Regions from separate parts of the Sus scrofa genome. Here regions 1, 2 and 3 are each linked to region 4. Evidence: chromatin contacts called from public Hi-C data. All regions are on one chromosome and are shown on one strand. Each heading gives the region's core, a stretch centred on a gene start, on an enhancer-like site or on the middle of the called end of the contact. The rest is flanking DNA. Distances are from core to core; before and after follow the strand shown.

What was found. Hi-C and Micro-C count contacts between places; a contact is called where the count stands out from the background.
Region 1: a Hi-C map of skeletal muscle shows a contact between it and region 4, with 4 times the contacts expected there. The contact joins the enhancer-like site here to the promoter of JAG1 in region 4. A contact is called at or near these places in 1 of 5 promoter capture datasets (liver) and 8 of 47 Hi-C or Micro-C datasets (adipocytes, brain, embryonic fibroblasts and 3 more).
Region 2: a Hi-C map of subcutaneous adipose tissue shows a contact between it and region 4, with 2.0 times the contacts expected there. The contact joins the enhancer-like site here to the promoter of JAG1 in region 4. A contact is called at or near these places in 5 of 47 Hi-C or Micro-C datasets (embryonic fibroblasts, fetal heart ventricle, mesenteric adipose tissue and 2 more) and 1 of 2 datasets of contacts at active chromatin or transcription factors (skeletal muscle).
Region 3: a contact with region 4 is called in a Hi-C map of skeletal muscle, with 8 times the contacts expected there. The contact joins the enhancer-like site here to the promoter of JAG1 in region 4. A contact is called at or near these places in 18 of 47 Hi-C or Micro-C datasets (adipose tissue, alveolar macrophages, brain and 13 more) and 2 of 2 datasets of contacts at active chromatin or transcription factors (alveolar macrophages and skeletal muscle).

Annotation. Positions count from the first base shown.
Region 1 is chr17:19,492,329-19,495,665 of Sscrofa11.1, reverse strand. The region is part of intron 2 of SLX4IP (protein SLX4IP); the gene reads right to left. Among named protein-coding and RNA genes, the nearest start is that of SLX4IP, 130 kb to the right of the region's middle. Within about 2 kb of position 1,540, at least 27 of the 83 cell types and tissues checked have an H3K27ac peak or open chromatin away from gene starts, as enhancers often do. A contact at or near this core is called in skeletal muscle, where this site is marked.
Region 2 is chr17:19,862,242-19,865,521 of Sscrofa11.1, reverse strand. All of the region lies in intron 1 of LOC106506610 (a long non-coding RNA gene), which reads right to left. Among named protein-coding and RNA genes, the nearest start is that of JAG1, 230 kb to the right of the region's middle. Within about 2 kb of position 1,406, at least 17 of the 83 cell types and tissues checked have an H3K27ac peak or open chromatin away from gene starts, as enhancers often do. A contact at or near this core is called in mesenteric adipose tissue and subcutaneous adipose tissue, where this site is marked.
Region 3 is chr17:19,399,179-19,402,473 of Sscrofa11.1, reverse strand. All of the region lies in intron 2 of SLX4IP (protein SLX4IP), which reads right to left. Among named protein-coding and RNA genes, the nearest start is that of SLX4IP, 37 kb to the right of the region's middle. Within about 2 kb of position 1,418, at least 20 of the 83 cell types and tissues checked have an H3K27ac peak or open chromatin away from gene starts, as enhancers often do. A contact at or near this core is called in adipose tissue, liver, retroperitoneal adipose tissue and 1 more, where this site is marked.
Region 4 is chr17:19,628,143-19,631,791 of Sscrofa11.1, reverse strand. It overlaps JAG1 (protein jagged-1), which reads left to right and starts at 2,133. Exons shown (of 26, transcript XM_005672699.3): 1 at 2,133-2,729; 2 at 3,141-3,446. The coding sequence starts at 2,649.

The DNA.
Region 1 (3,337 bases), core at 291-2,790, 140 kb after region 4:
CTGTCACATAGTAATGAATGGACTTGTTCAATAAAGCACTGGCTCTCTTCAGATAGTGGTGAATCTAAAAACTACGATAAATCCAAAGTAGTGATAAGCATAAATTACATTTTCAGATATCTATCACACTATATGAAAAGAGTTGTGATTTCTAATGGTAACAAATATTGCTAATTTATTGTGTTCTGCATTTTTCATTCATAATAAAAACAAAATTTAGGAGTTTCTATTGTGGCCTAGGGGGTTAAGAACCTGACTAGTATGTGTGAGGATGCCCGTTCGATCCCTTGCCTAGCTCTGCAGGTTAAGGATCCAGCATTGCCCTAAGCTCTGGTGTAGTTTGCAGATACGGCTTGGATCTGGCTTTGCTGTGGCTGTGGTATAGACCAGTGGCTACAGATACGGCTTGGATCTGGCTTTGCTGTGGCTGTGGTATAGACCAGTGGCTACAGATACAGCTTGGATCTGGCTTTGCTGTGGCTGTGGTATAGACCAGTGGCTACAGCTCCGATTTGATCCCTAGCATAGGAACTTTCATATGCCGCCAGTGTGGCCCTAATTTTTTTTTTTTCTTTTTAGGGCCACACCTGCAGCATATGGAGGTTCCCAGGCTAGGGGTCAAATCGGAGCTACAGCTGCCAGCCCATGACACAGCCACAGCAACACCAGATCCGAGCTGCACCTGTGAACTACATCACAGCTCATGGGCAACACCGGATCCTTAACCCACTGAGTGAGGCCAGGGATGGAACCCACAACCCCATGGTTCTTAGTCAGATTACTTTCTGCTGTGCCACAATGTGAACTCCCCTAATTTTTTAAAAGTTAAAAAAATAATTAGAACTTGATCAAAATAAAGATGTAACTTTTTTCCCATGCAAGTTCACCAACCCTCTGAATTCTATCATAAGCCTGTTGAGATTGCAGGTATCCTGGAACAAAAGCCCCTCTAAAGAGGGGAGACATGCCTCACACATGTTCTGCTGGGTTTCCCCCCTTCATCATCAGCAATGATAATATTTTTAAATTAAAAAAAAATTGATGTTTGAACAACTTGAACTGGAACTACGTAATAGTAACTTTCTAAAAAAAATTGAATAGTAAGGTCCAATTTGACATTTTTTCATTGCTTGTAATTTTGATCCCAAAGTAGTCTGGTTGGTTCCAAGCAGACTTATTAAAATTTTTTGTTGTTGTTTTTGTTTTTTTTTTAATAAATCACTGAATCTTACTCTGGTGCTCAGACTTTCCTGGGCTTCCTGCCAGACTCCCCGAGCCCCTTCCCCCATGCCGGGGCTCTCCCTCTGCAGCCAGCCTTCTGAGTTCTCCAGCAAGAGTTCTCTCCAACTCCCACACTAATCAGAGGTATTTTGCCTGTCTAAAGTTCCCTGCCTCAAAGCTTTGCTTCTTTTCTCCCATGAGTAAACAGAAGTGGGAAAAAAAAAAAAGAAAGAAAGAAAGAAAACCACCTCTGACTGCTGCCAGCAGCATGCCCCGCCTCCCACTCCCCCTTAATTAGGCTATTTCTCTCCCAGAGCAACTCTCCAGCTCTTCCAAGCAAAGCAGCACAGCAGAGTGAGCATCACTGGGTTCTCAGGCCTGAGCTGCTCCTTTCACACAGGCCAGGTTACCTCTCTCACAGCCCAGGGGCTACTAGAGACAGCTCTGCATCCCATGCCCTGGGCTGGGGCCCATCCCAGCTTCCTCCCCTGGCTACACCCAGAGGTTTCGGTCAAAAACCTGGGAGTCACCCCAACTCCTCCCTCCCCCCCTCCCCCCCCCGCACCACCATCGGTCACCACGCCTGGTCGATTTCACTTCTTCAAGAGCAAAGCACACGCCTCCTCTCTGGTTCCCTAGCTCACGTCATCTCCCACTTGGAACATCAGAGCCACTTCTCTGAGCCCTAGATGAGTTCTTCAGGCCTCCATGAGAGCCACGTCTGCCACACAGATGGAATGCCCAGACCTCAAGCCCCTGACAAGGCCCTCCTCTGCTTCCAGCACCCTCCCCCACATGCTCTTTGCCCTGTGCTTTCAAAGCACCTGGATGCTTCTGTGCTCAGAAGGCTCCCACGGATCCTCGAACCCTAGTGGAGGCGTGGCCATTTCTGTGGAGCTTTTCTGAACAGTCTGTCACTCCCTCCTCCAGGTCAGCACAGATGATTCTGTGGTCATTCCTGCACTGAGCGGCTGCTCCATAGGGGCGTTCCCTGTTATACTGTCAGCTCCTGGGTACAGGGTCTACACCGGTCCCCCTGTACCCTTGGAATCAGAGCAGAGCTGGCTCACAGTAAATGCCCATTGGTGAAGGGAAGGAAGGCAGGAACGAACAAGTGGCAGGACACCTAGGCCTTGTCTGCAAACTGGGGGCTCCAAGCCTGCTCTGGGGACAAGGTCATTCTGAGTGAGCCCAGGACACTGATGTGTCACAGAACTACTGTCTCCCTCCTTATTCTGGAGTGGCGACAACTATGTCATCACCAGTGACAACCACTCATTTTCCATATTTTGGAAAAAGCAAATTCAAGGATCCTAGGATTACCTCACCCCAAGCTCACTGCCAACTGAGCAAGTTGGTGATTTTTTCCTATCTCTTTCCAAAGAATTCCAAAGCCGAAACTTAACTATTACCAAGTCTTCAGCAGTGGGATATCTTGTCTAATTTTTTTTTTTTTTTTTTTTTTTTTGTCTTTTTAGGGCCACACCTGTGGCACATGGAAGTTCCCAGGCTAGGGGCTTGAAATGGAGATGCAGCTGCTGGCCTATGCCACAGCCACAGCAATACAGGATCTGAGCCTCATCTGCTACCTACACCGAAGCTTGAGGCAATGCTGGCTCCTTAACCCACTGAGCGAGGCCAGGGATCAAACTTGCATCCTCAGGGACACTATGTCAGGTTCTTAACCTGCTGAGTCACAATGGGAACTCTGTGTCTTGTTCTAATTTTACATGAAGTATAAAATGGAGGTGAAAATGCTAACACTTCTCATCCATGTAGATATCTCAGGTAGGTTCAGAGCTTCCTCACATTCATTCATTCATTCATGTATTCATTCATGTATTCATTCATTCATGTATTCATTCGTGTATTCATTCATTCATGTATTCATTCATTCGTGTATTCATTCATTCATGTATTCATTCATTCGTGTACGTATTCATTCCCTGCTGAGTTTCACGTGTACCCTGGGCCAGACCCTGAAAGAGGGAGGTCAGCACAGCTGGAGGCTGTGCATCGTGCATGCCCAGGACCAGATGTAGCTGAAGGACAACTCTGCCTGAGGGAGGCCAGGGAGGAGGGCATGAGGTCTCACCTGCATCCCCAGGAAGCAAGG
Region 2 (3,280 bases), core at 157-2,656, 230 kb before region 4:
GCCCTATGGAGCTGTTCTGTGCCTCACAATCCTTTAGGAGCTTTCTTCCCTTTCCTCTCTCATGTTCCCCACTCCCTCAATTTATATTCTGGGATCCACTCCCAAATAATCTACTTAGACCAAAATTCTTTTCTGAAGGTCTGCATTTGAGCAATCTAAACCAAAACAGAGGCTAATCTCAGAAAGGCAATGCTCTGGAAACTTATGAGTGCTTCCAATGAAAGGTGACCCTCTCTGGAAAAAGGAGGAGAGGAAGGAAAGAGTGATTTATTCCAAAACAAGGGCCCAGGTTAGAAATAAATTAGAGAGATGATCACTCAAAGCAGTTTTGTTCCCAAACCCTCCATGGTATCACACCCACAGGATTCAAGAGTCTTTGTTCTAGAAACGTATTAGCCAAATATTTCAAGGCCCTTGGCAAAACACCTTGCTCAAGGTAGCAGTCTCACGAAATAGTGGAGTAATGTCTGAGTTGTGCTTGCTTCTCTAGCCATAAACCAAAAAAGGGCAGTCATCATCTCAAGCACAACAATTCTGCAACACAGACAGTTTTCTTTGAAAGGGCTCTACAAATACATTTCTCTCACTTGGGCACTTCAATAGAAGATAATTACTCTTTTCTGCCTCGTAATATATATTAAAAATGTTCAAATGTGGCTTTCCAGGGATTTCTGCCAAATATTTTTAGGCACCAGATCCAGTTTTACTTAATTTTATATGGCCTGCTTAGCCTATTATAAAATGTTCTTTCATGCAATCTGAATTTGCTAAAGGGGCTAAAATATATGCCTTTCTATTAAAACCTCAATTTAAAAAGCTTTCAGGTTAGAGACTTCTGCCCTCAGATCTATCTCATGAGGTGACAGCCACTGAAAAGAGACAGAAAACCTGAAATGCTGTACACTTCTCCAGGCTGTCACAGCCAGGATGAAACAAAATCAAATAAGACCATCACCTTCCAGGAAAGGCAGCATACATAACAAGAAGGCTGTTTACAGACAAACAGTATATGTTATTACCACCCGGGCATACAGTATCGCAACTACTATGTCTCGGGGCCTTTTCTGTTTTCATGATCTAATGCCAACAGCTAGTAAGAAGCACAAAAGCCTGAGCGAAACCCTGCATTCCCTTGGAGTGTTTGTGTTGGCTTCCTTAAAATTGGCTGATTTCCAAATCTCATTCTCCACCCCACCTTAGTTATATTTATACTGTTGTGCAGAACAAACTGGGATCCGTATTTAAATGTGAAATGCTTTGTGGCCATTCGTGCAAATCTCTTTATCGGGGTCTCGCACATTAACGCCCTTCACAATTGACCCACAGGCCGATTGTTTAACACATTTCCACGGGGCCGCTTTCACGCACTCACAGCCCTGTTTTTACTTTTCTTAGCTTTCCTGGACAATCAAAAGGAAGTGGAACAGAGCCGGCTTGCTGAAAGCTGGAGCTGCCCCAGTGTCTCTTCCTACCTTCTGTCTCAGTTTTGTTTTTCTGCTTCTTTTTTTTTTCCCTTTTTTCTTTTTTTTTTTTTTCCCGTCATTTTTGGTGGCACAGCCAGACTGTGTAGCTACAATCTCTTGATCCTTGTGTCTGCTGCTTTTTCCCTTCTGACTCAGAGTCTATGTGAAGACTCACTATGACCAGTCTCTTGAAGTCAAACGCTAACACCTCAATTCCAGTGGAATCGTGTTCTCTGTTGATTTACAAAAGGAATGCAAAGGGGTACATGTGTGCTTGTGTGGGGCACAGTGGCGGGGTAAGGCTAGAGATGACAGAATGGGGACAAAACCCCTTTTTCTTAGGATAATAAAATCATCCCACTTAGGAAATGTGAATGTTCCCTCTCTCTTAATTCAGGGCTTGCTTTAACTAACAGGGTCACAGGGTTCCATGTAATTTTCCTCTCCTCTCTTCCCATTTTTTCCTTTGAAGAGGAGGGTTGCAACCTGTACAAACTGAAGCAGAAAGACTTAAGATGCCCAAGGCTCTTTATTTGAAAGAATATGGGTGCTGTGGCTGCTGAGAGTCCCTCTGACCTGCAGTTTTCTCTCTTGTAAGAAGAGAGATTGACTTCTGTTTATTGAGTGCTACTGTGGCTATGAGATACACTAGGTATAGACATAACAGACAGTAATGATGTCAGTCTCATATGATGGTTGTGAAGACTTAATAAACTATCATATGTAAAGCACAGATTGCATGGTCTGGTAAGTGGTGAGTGTGCAGAAATGTCAATTACCATCATCATCATGAATCATGAATCATAGTGAGAGTTAAGAGGTCCAGGGACTAACAGTGGGTGTCTCCACTACTGTTTATCTAATGATCAAGAGCCCAGGGTTTGGAATTGAGCACACCTGCCTGCAAATCCCTGCTCCACCATTTCCACATATGTGACCTTCTTTAAACGTCAGTGTCCCCATTTGTAAAATGGGGTAACAAATGATCTACCTTAAAGTATTACTATAAAGATTGTATTTACACATGCAGCTAGTATGGTGTTTTGCATATCTATATATGCTTTACATAGCAACATATGGTGGGTATTATTAATATTACTTGCCTATTTAATGTATTTTTATTATGAAGACCATACAAAATCAGCCCAAAGGACAAATGTACATCTACTCATATATACACCTTAAAGATATGAATTATTTTCATAGCCAATTGATTTTATGCTGAGCATATTTTTCAGTCCTAGGAAATCTTTCAAACCAAGGTGCCACATGTCACATAGGAGCTAAGTAGGAGAGCCAATCGGCCAGAGAAACTGGTCCTATGGTCCATTTTCCTGCAAGCAAGTTGAATGGAACATCAGTGAAGGTAAGCAATCCTACAGTGGTAATCTACAGCCCCCACATTATAATGGCCTAACACAAAATATGGTTCTTTACTGCTTATTACGTAGTTCAGTGCACGTCCACAGGGAAGCTTTGCCTCCACTCATTTAGGAACCTGTGTCTACCTGTCAATTAGTTCCACCATCTTTTAGAGCTTTCAAAGTCTTCTGTTGGATTATTCCCCTTCATCCAGCAGAACAAGAAAGAGAGAATATTGGAGTATGACACAAGACATTTTAGGGGCCAGTCCTGGGTATGGAATACACCACTTCTGCCTATATTCCACCAGCTGGAATCATTACATGCTGCCTTCTACCTCAAGGGGTACTATGTACTGTCTTCCTGGCTTCTACCACTGAAATTTTCTTGACACTCTATTCATTGAATCATTTGATTGAAAGATTTCTAATTGGTTTGGAATAAGATGCAACCAA
Region 3 (3,295 bases), core at 169-2,668, 230 kb after region 4:
CATTTTAAGCAGAGACTTCATGGAGGCAGGTGGAAAGTTTTAACTGAAAAGAGGGTGAGGAGAAGCCAGGGCTGTACTTAAACACTTCCTAATCATCCCCAAAATGAACAGATGAGCTGATACACATGGGAAAGGATTGTGGAAACACAGCCCAGAAAATTGAGTGTCTGGCCAGAAAGGTGGAGAAAACACTTGGAAAAGGAAGTTTTAGGTCCAACAAGAACTTTGTTTCAAAGTCATCAACACTCAGAACAAGCACTCTCAACTAGAGTGAGAAGGTCCCTGAAAGCTTTAAGCCTGAGGCAGAATTAATTGGGAAACTGTTGATAAACTTTTTATAATTTTTTTCCAATTCTATCAAGTACTCAGCACACATTTAGTTGAATAGCTCCCAGCATAAGCAATATAACAGAAGAGAAAACATGCAGTGGAAGAAGGACAGCAGTGACTTTAACTGGAGTGTCATCCATCCCTAGGCAAACTCAGAGGGATCCTGTATGTCTTCCAAACTTCAGGCTCACCCAACAAATAGAATTTAAAAGGAACTGGAAGATGAAGGGTCAAGCACCAGCAGAAGAAATACAGACGTACGTCTTTTACCTTGAAAAGTCACATAAAGACAAGTGCCTTTGTAAAAATATTCTCAAGGATAAAGGTTGCACACTTTTCCTTAAGATTTATTTCTTGTAAAGGATGTTGTCATTCAAAACTTTTGCGATCTATTTTGTTAGGATACTTCAGTTTCATTTTTTCTTAAAATTTAGTAGAGAGTCATTAACTAGAACTCACTGATAAGCAAAGTAGTTGCATAAATCTTTTTTTCCATACACATTTGCCAATGCATCTATTTCCAAATGAGTACTGAGGACAAAGTACCACATTCTCCTTTAGGTAACAGAAAAACCTAGGACACAGAATTGAAGGTATTCACTGAGGCAAACTAGCAAGACAAAAAGCCATTTGCTATTTAACTTTCTTTCTCTGGAAGTTCAAAGAGTTGCTCTTCACTTTTACTTTGACTATGAAGGGGAAATTACTGTCAATTCTTGGGCATATTTCTCTTTTTGTGGTTGTTCTAAGGAATGCAGAGGCTAAGGTTAACTGAACTTCAGAGAAGAACATAAAACTATAATTGCTACAAAGGAGTGGAAAGAAAAACAGAGATAGTAGAGACGATTTTTTTTTTTTAATGTAAAAATCTCTCCTCTCCTTGTTAACACTAATAAAATCTTCAATCTGTTACTTGAGATTTAGAAAATAACTCAGTCTTCCTCCCCCAGAGTCCGGTGAACTGCTGGAATAAAAAGTGGACAACCATCAACAGCACAAGGGAAAGCTTTGGGTCTCCTGGAGTGAGTGGGAAGGAGGAGGTCATTACACACTCCCAGTGGAAGAAGACAAAGCCAGATCCACATTCCAGGGAAATCTGGCAGTCCGACTTTTTCCTTAAATACAGACTGGCCTGTCACTAAGCCAGGCGCTGCAATCTTCCCAGGCTGCCACTGCTAGGGAAGCCAGGAATCCTTTCTAATTAATCAAGCCCTCCCAACAAAAATTTTCCCACCCACAATAAAGTGGGCTGGGGGAGGGGGGGCCAGGAGAGGAAGCAGTAGAGCAAGTCTGGTAGCCCCAAGAATTCTAGACTTTAGTGTAATACCTAACTAATCCCAAGAAAACAGATGCAGGAAGCAGAGGAAATGATTTACAGAGACAGAGACAGACAATGAAGTAGGAACCATTCACAGTACTGCTTTGCCGGAGCCCAAGTTGAACATTTATAATCATAAGATGTAATTATAATTGAATGGCTTTGAGACCTGGCAACATGCCCTAGTTTTTAGAATACCTGTAAAGCAGGCGATGGACCCATAAACTTTTGGCAGGTAGATATCATGCATATTAATTTGACACTTTTAACAATAATTTATTATTCAAATGTATTTTCTTTTTACTAAGCACTGTGTTTTAATAGATAAGAGTCCATGATTAATACATTATATGTCCACGTCTATTTCTTGCTTCCACTTGCAAAGGAAGCCTTGATCTTGCTAATCTGCCCAGCCCTTGCAGTCAATTTAACCTAAGGTAATTTCATCTAAAGCTTACAAACTCCAAGGAGGCAGGAGCACAGAAGGATACACTGTTAGACCTATGCTATCCAACTCAGTTGCTACTGCCCATGTGTGCCTGCTGAAAACTGGAAGCATGGCCAGTAGGAACTGAGATGTGCTTTAAGAGAGGTATTTATATACCTAAATCAGCTGCATATATAATATATACACATGCATATGTATATATGTAAATATTTCAGACTTTGTAGGCATATTTGGAAACAACCTAAATGCCCATTAACAGATGAATGGACAAGGTCTTTGTTGCAACTATTCAGCTCTGACACTGTAGCACAACAGCACCCAGAGACAATATGTAAACAAATGGGAGCGTCTGTGTTCCAATAAAACTTTCTTTACAAAAACAAGCAGCTCATCTGTGAGACGTAATTTGCTGACCCCTGGTCCCTAAAGAATTTACATACAATTATGAAGGTTCTAAAATACTATGGTGGGTGCAGAGCTAGAATTAAGATCACTGAAGAGCCCCTGGGAGATGTGTGTCCACTGCCACTGCTACTGTCGACTGAGCATGTAGTCACTAGACTATAGGACACAGCTTCTTGCCCTGAGCTGTAGTGGCACAGAAGTCAAGAGACCCTGAAAGCTGTGGTCCCAAGGACATTCTCCTCTCATATACCACTGCCATTTCCTGCAACTCTGGCCTAGAAGGCAGTTAGAAGAAAGGGTTCATGGCCAGGGTCACAGCAGTTTGTTTTGCTTTGTTTTGTTTAAAGCACTCTTCTATGCAGGAAGGTCAGAAGACTTTCCTTCATTTCAATAAGAGTAATTTGTTTGCACAGATAATTAATACCATTTCAAAGAAGTCTCAGAATAAACAACTGAGATGCAAGTAGCAAATAATTTGGTATTCATCTGGTTTTCTGTTACTTTGGAAAGCTAGCTCTATCCAAGTATTTTTCCTTTTTCTTTTTCTTTTTTTCGTCCTTTTGCCTTTTCTAGGGCCACTCCCTCGGCATATGGAGGTTCCCAGGCTAGGGGTCCAGTTGGAGCTGTGGCCACCGGCCTACACCAGAGCCACAGCAACGAGGAATCCGAGCCGCGTCTGCGGCCTACACCACAGCTCACGGCAACACCAGATCCTTAACCCACTGAGTAAGGCCAGGGATCGAACCTGCAACTTCATGGTTCCTAGTCAGATTCGTTAATCACTGCACCACGAC
Region 4 (3,649 bases), core at 884-3,383:
ATCTGACATCTGTTTGGGTTAATCAGATAGAATCCACTCCCTTAGAAATCTATGTTCTCTTGTTATTAAGTGGGCTAAATTCACCTGTGGCTTGGAGCCGACCTTGGCTTACATGCTCACCATATCCCTACCTGGAACACCTCTCAGGTAGCCCTCTCAAATTAAGTCAGGTGGCTGGATCTAAACTCTTCAGCTAACGACCTGGATTCTTCCTGAGGGGTGTGAGACAAACAGATCACAGGGCGCAGAATTGAAATAGGTTACAACAGGTGGAATTCTAAGGAGTGTGTATTTTAAGGCCTCAACAGCCATCATAATTTTTTTTTCTAGAACCAGCATTTGCTTTTAAACCATTATTTAGCACCCCATTCTGGGAAAACTGGGGGTGGTAGGAGAGATTGGTTTGAGAGTTGGTGAGAGAAGTCTAGGTGAAATTATATTTGACAACTGGATGCCTAGTACTCAAGAAAATGGGGGGAGGGACCGGGACTGGGGTCAGTTAAGAGGAAACACCCAGATTGTCTGTTTATGGCAGCTGCAGACTTATCCTGCTCTTGGATATGTCCCTTCCCAAATATGGACTAATTCTTTCACCAATGATCAAGATGGGATACATTGAGAAGGTGCCTTTCTTAGGAGCATTTCTTGCATCCTTAAAATGCCAAGATTCCTAAGCCATCCTTGGTGACTTTGAACCAAGGCAACACAGAGGTCAGTTAGCTGCCTTATTTTATTCCCTGGTGGGATGAGATCTAGTACTGAAAATACTGCCCATATTGACCCACCCATGAAATGTAGTAAGTAAATAACCACCCTTTTATTCTCTAACTCAGCATGTTGGAAAATACTTTCCCTTGACCCCTGCAGCCCATCATGCTTCACATCCAGCCATCATCCAGCCCCTGAAGAATCACTTTTTTTCGGCAGGACGTAGCCAACAGAGGGGCCAAAACTTTGTCCACCTTTCAGTGGAAATTAACCTTTTTTTCTCTAAAGAGATTCCCTCAAACACAGCAGTAGGTCCGCCTAGAGGGCTTGGTGGAGGCGTCGGCCAACCTGCAGGTTTCCCTTTGACCTTGGTTATGACCGAGAGTGTCGCTGTTAATTGCGAGGCTCGCCTCAAGGTAGAAAATAGCATCAGTTTCCACTGCCACCCCAGAGAAGCTAAGTTCTGCTGCCAGGCTCTGGCAGTGAGACAGTCCCTTCCAAGCTCTCTGGCCACCCAGAGCTGCTCGGAGGCCGCCTACAGGTGCAATTCAGGCACTGCGGCCTGGGCGGCGGGACCGGGAGGGTGCGAGCCCTAGCCCATCAGCATCTCTGCCTGGGCAGGACCCCCGCGTGCCCGCTGCCCTCTGGCCTCGTCTGGCTTCCCCTCCTCTGCCCCGGCGCGGTTTGGAAAGGAAGCTGGGAGCCCTCTGAGGCTCCGCAGACTCGGATTTGGGAGGGGGTGGGGCGCGGCCGAGGCTTCCCCTCGAATCTGCGGCCAGCTCGGCTCCGGGAAAGTTTTTCAAAGTTCCCAGCAGCGCCTGCCCAGGTCGCCTCTGCCCGGCAAGCAGACGGCGGCCAGCGCGCCAGCCTCGCCGCCGCCGCTTCTGCCGCCAGCTGCGCGCTCTGGGCGGCTTGCTCACTCGCTCGCGGGAAGCGGGCCGGGCTCCCGGAGGGCAGGCCCTCCTACAGGGGCGAAAGCCGCGGCTGACGCAGGCAGCACGGAAGGCGGAAGCCGCCCCGCTCCGATCGCTCAGGCAGTGCCGAGGCGCCTACACCTGGGGCTCCGACAGGAGGCCAGAGGCGCTCGGCGCGAGGTGCCCAAGGGGGCGGTCCGCGCAGGGGGCCCTGGGCGTCAAACTGGCCCCGCGCGTCCCTGAGCAACGGAGCCTTCATGTTCCTTCCAGCCTCCTGCCCTTCTTCCCGCCTGGACCCAAACACCCGAGGGCAGGGGTCTACGCTGGGCCCTCAGACGTCTACGTGGCCCTGCGCGTCTCCCACCCTCAACCCCTTCTAAGTTCTTTCCAGTACTCCCCCTCCCCATCCTTTGGGAGGGAAGGGGCGTGTCGCTGGTGGTCACGCCCCTCATGAATATTAATAAGCACGCATGCGCCTGTCCTGCGCGCTGGGTAGAGGTGGCCAGCCCCAGCCGCGGCTCCCAGACGGGCTCTCTGAGTCCCTCTCCGAGAGCCGGGCGGGCACGCGTCATTGTGTTACCTGCGGCCGGGCCGCGAGCTGGGCTCGGGTTTTTATTTTTTTATTTTTTTTCCTTCCTCCCCTCCCTCCCTCCTTTCTGAGCAGCTGATCTGAAAGGGAATAAAAGGCTGCGCATAATCATAATAATAAAAGAAGGGGAGCGCGAGAGAAGGAAAGAAAGCCGGGAGGTGGAAGAGGAGGGGGAGCGCCTCAAAGAAGCGATCAGAATAATAAAAGGAGGCCGGGCTCTTTGCCTTCTGGAACGGGCCGCTCTTGAAAGGGCTTTTGAAAAGTGGTGTTGTTTTCCAGTCGTGCATGCTCCAATCGGCGGAGTATATTAGAGCCCGGACGCGGCGGCCGCAGGGGCAGCGGCGACGGCAGCACCGGCGGCAACACCAGCGGCAGCACCAGCGCGAGCAGCAGCGGCGGCGGCGGCGTCCCGAGTGCCCGCGGCGCGCGGTGCAGCGATGCGGTCCCCACGGACGCGCGGCCGGCCCGGGCGCCCCCTGAGCCTCCTGCTCGCCTTGCTCTGCGCCCTGCGAGCCAAGGTAGGAGTCTACCCGGCCCCCCTCCCAGCCCGCCCTCTCGTTTCCCTCGCGGCGCCTGGACGCCTGCGATTGAGCGCCTGTAGCAGCCTCGGGAGCCCCAGGGCTCCTGCTCCTGCCTGGGCCCCTACGCCCGAGAGGCTGCACCTGGGCTGTAGGAGCCCCTGGGCTCCTAAATGTACCCCCAGGCTGGGCAGGGCTTGCTTGCTCCCCGGGAACAGTCGTGTCGGATTTCTCCCACACTCCAGCCTCCTAAGCCCGGGAATCACGTTAAGCCCTTGCACCCAGTTTTGCAAAATTATCTTCACTTGGCGCCAAGGGCTCGTCGGGGCGGGCGGGGAAGGAGTCTCCACTTCCACCCTCGAAGAAAACAACTTTCCCCTGTGCTGACCTCCCTCCCTCCCCTGCCGGCAGGTGTGCTGGGCCTCCGGTCAGTTCGAGTTGGAGATCCTGTCCATGCAGAACGTGAATGGGGAGCTGCAGAACGGGAACTGCTGCGGCGGCGCCCGGAACCCAGGGGACCGCAAGTGCTCCCGCGACGAGTGTGACACGTACTTCAAAGTGTGCCTCAAGGAGTACCAGTGGCGCGTTACGGCCGGGGGGCCCTGCAGCTTCGGCTCGGGGTCCACGCCTGTCATCGGGGGCAACAACTTCAACCTCAAGGCCAGTCGCGGCAACGAACGCAACCGCATCGTGCTGCCTTTCAGTTTCGCCTGGCCGGTGAGTGACTGCCGGGCCGGCCTGGGGTCCGCACCCGCGAGCGGAACCCTGATTTCTCTTGAGAGAGGAGAGGGATTTACAGCGCCTTGGCTGGAAACTCGGCATTAACCCAGGACGTCTTTGGGGTGGGGTGTTAGGGAGCTGAGACTGTGTAGCTAGATCTCAGCAGGCCCCAGTCCCAGTCCTTTTTGCTAAGAGCACAC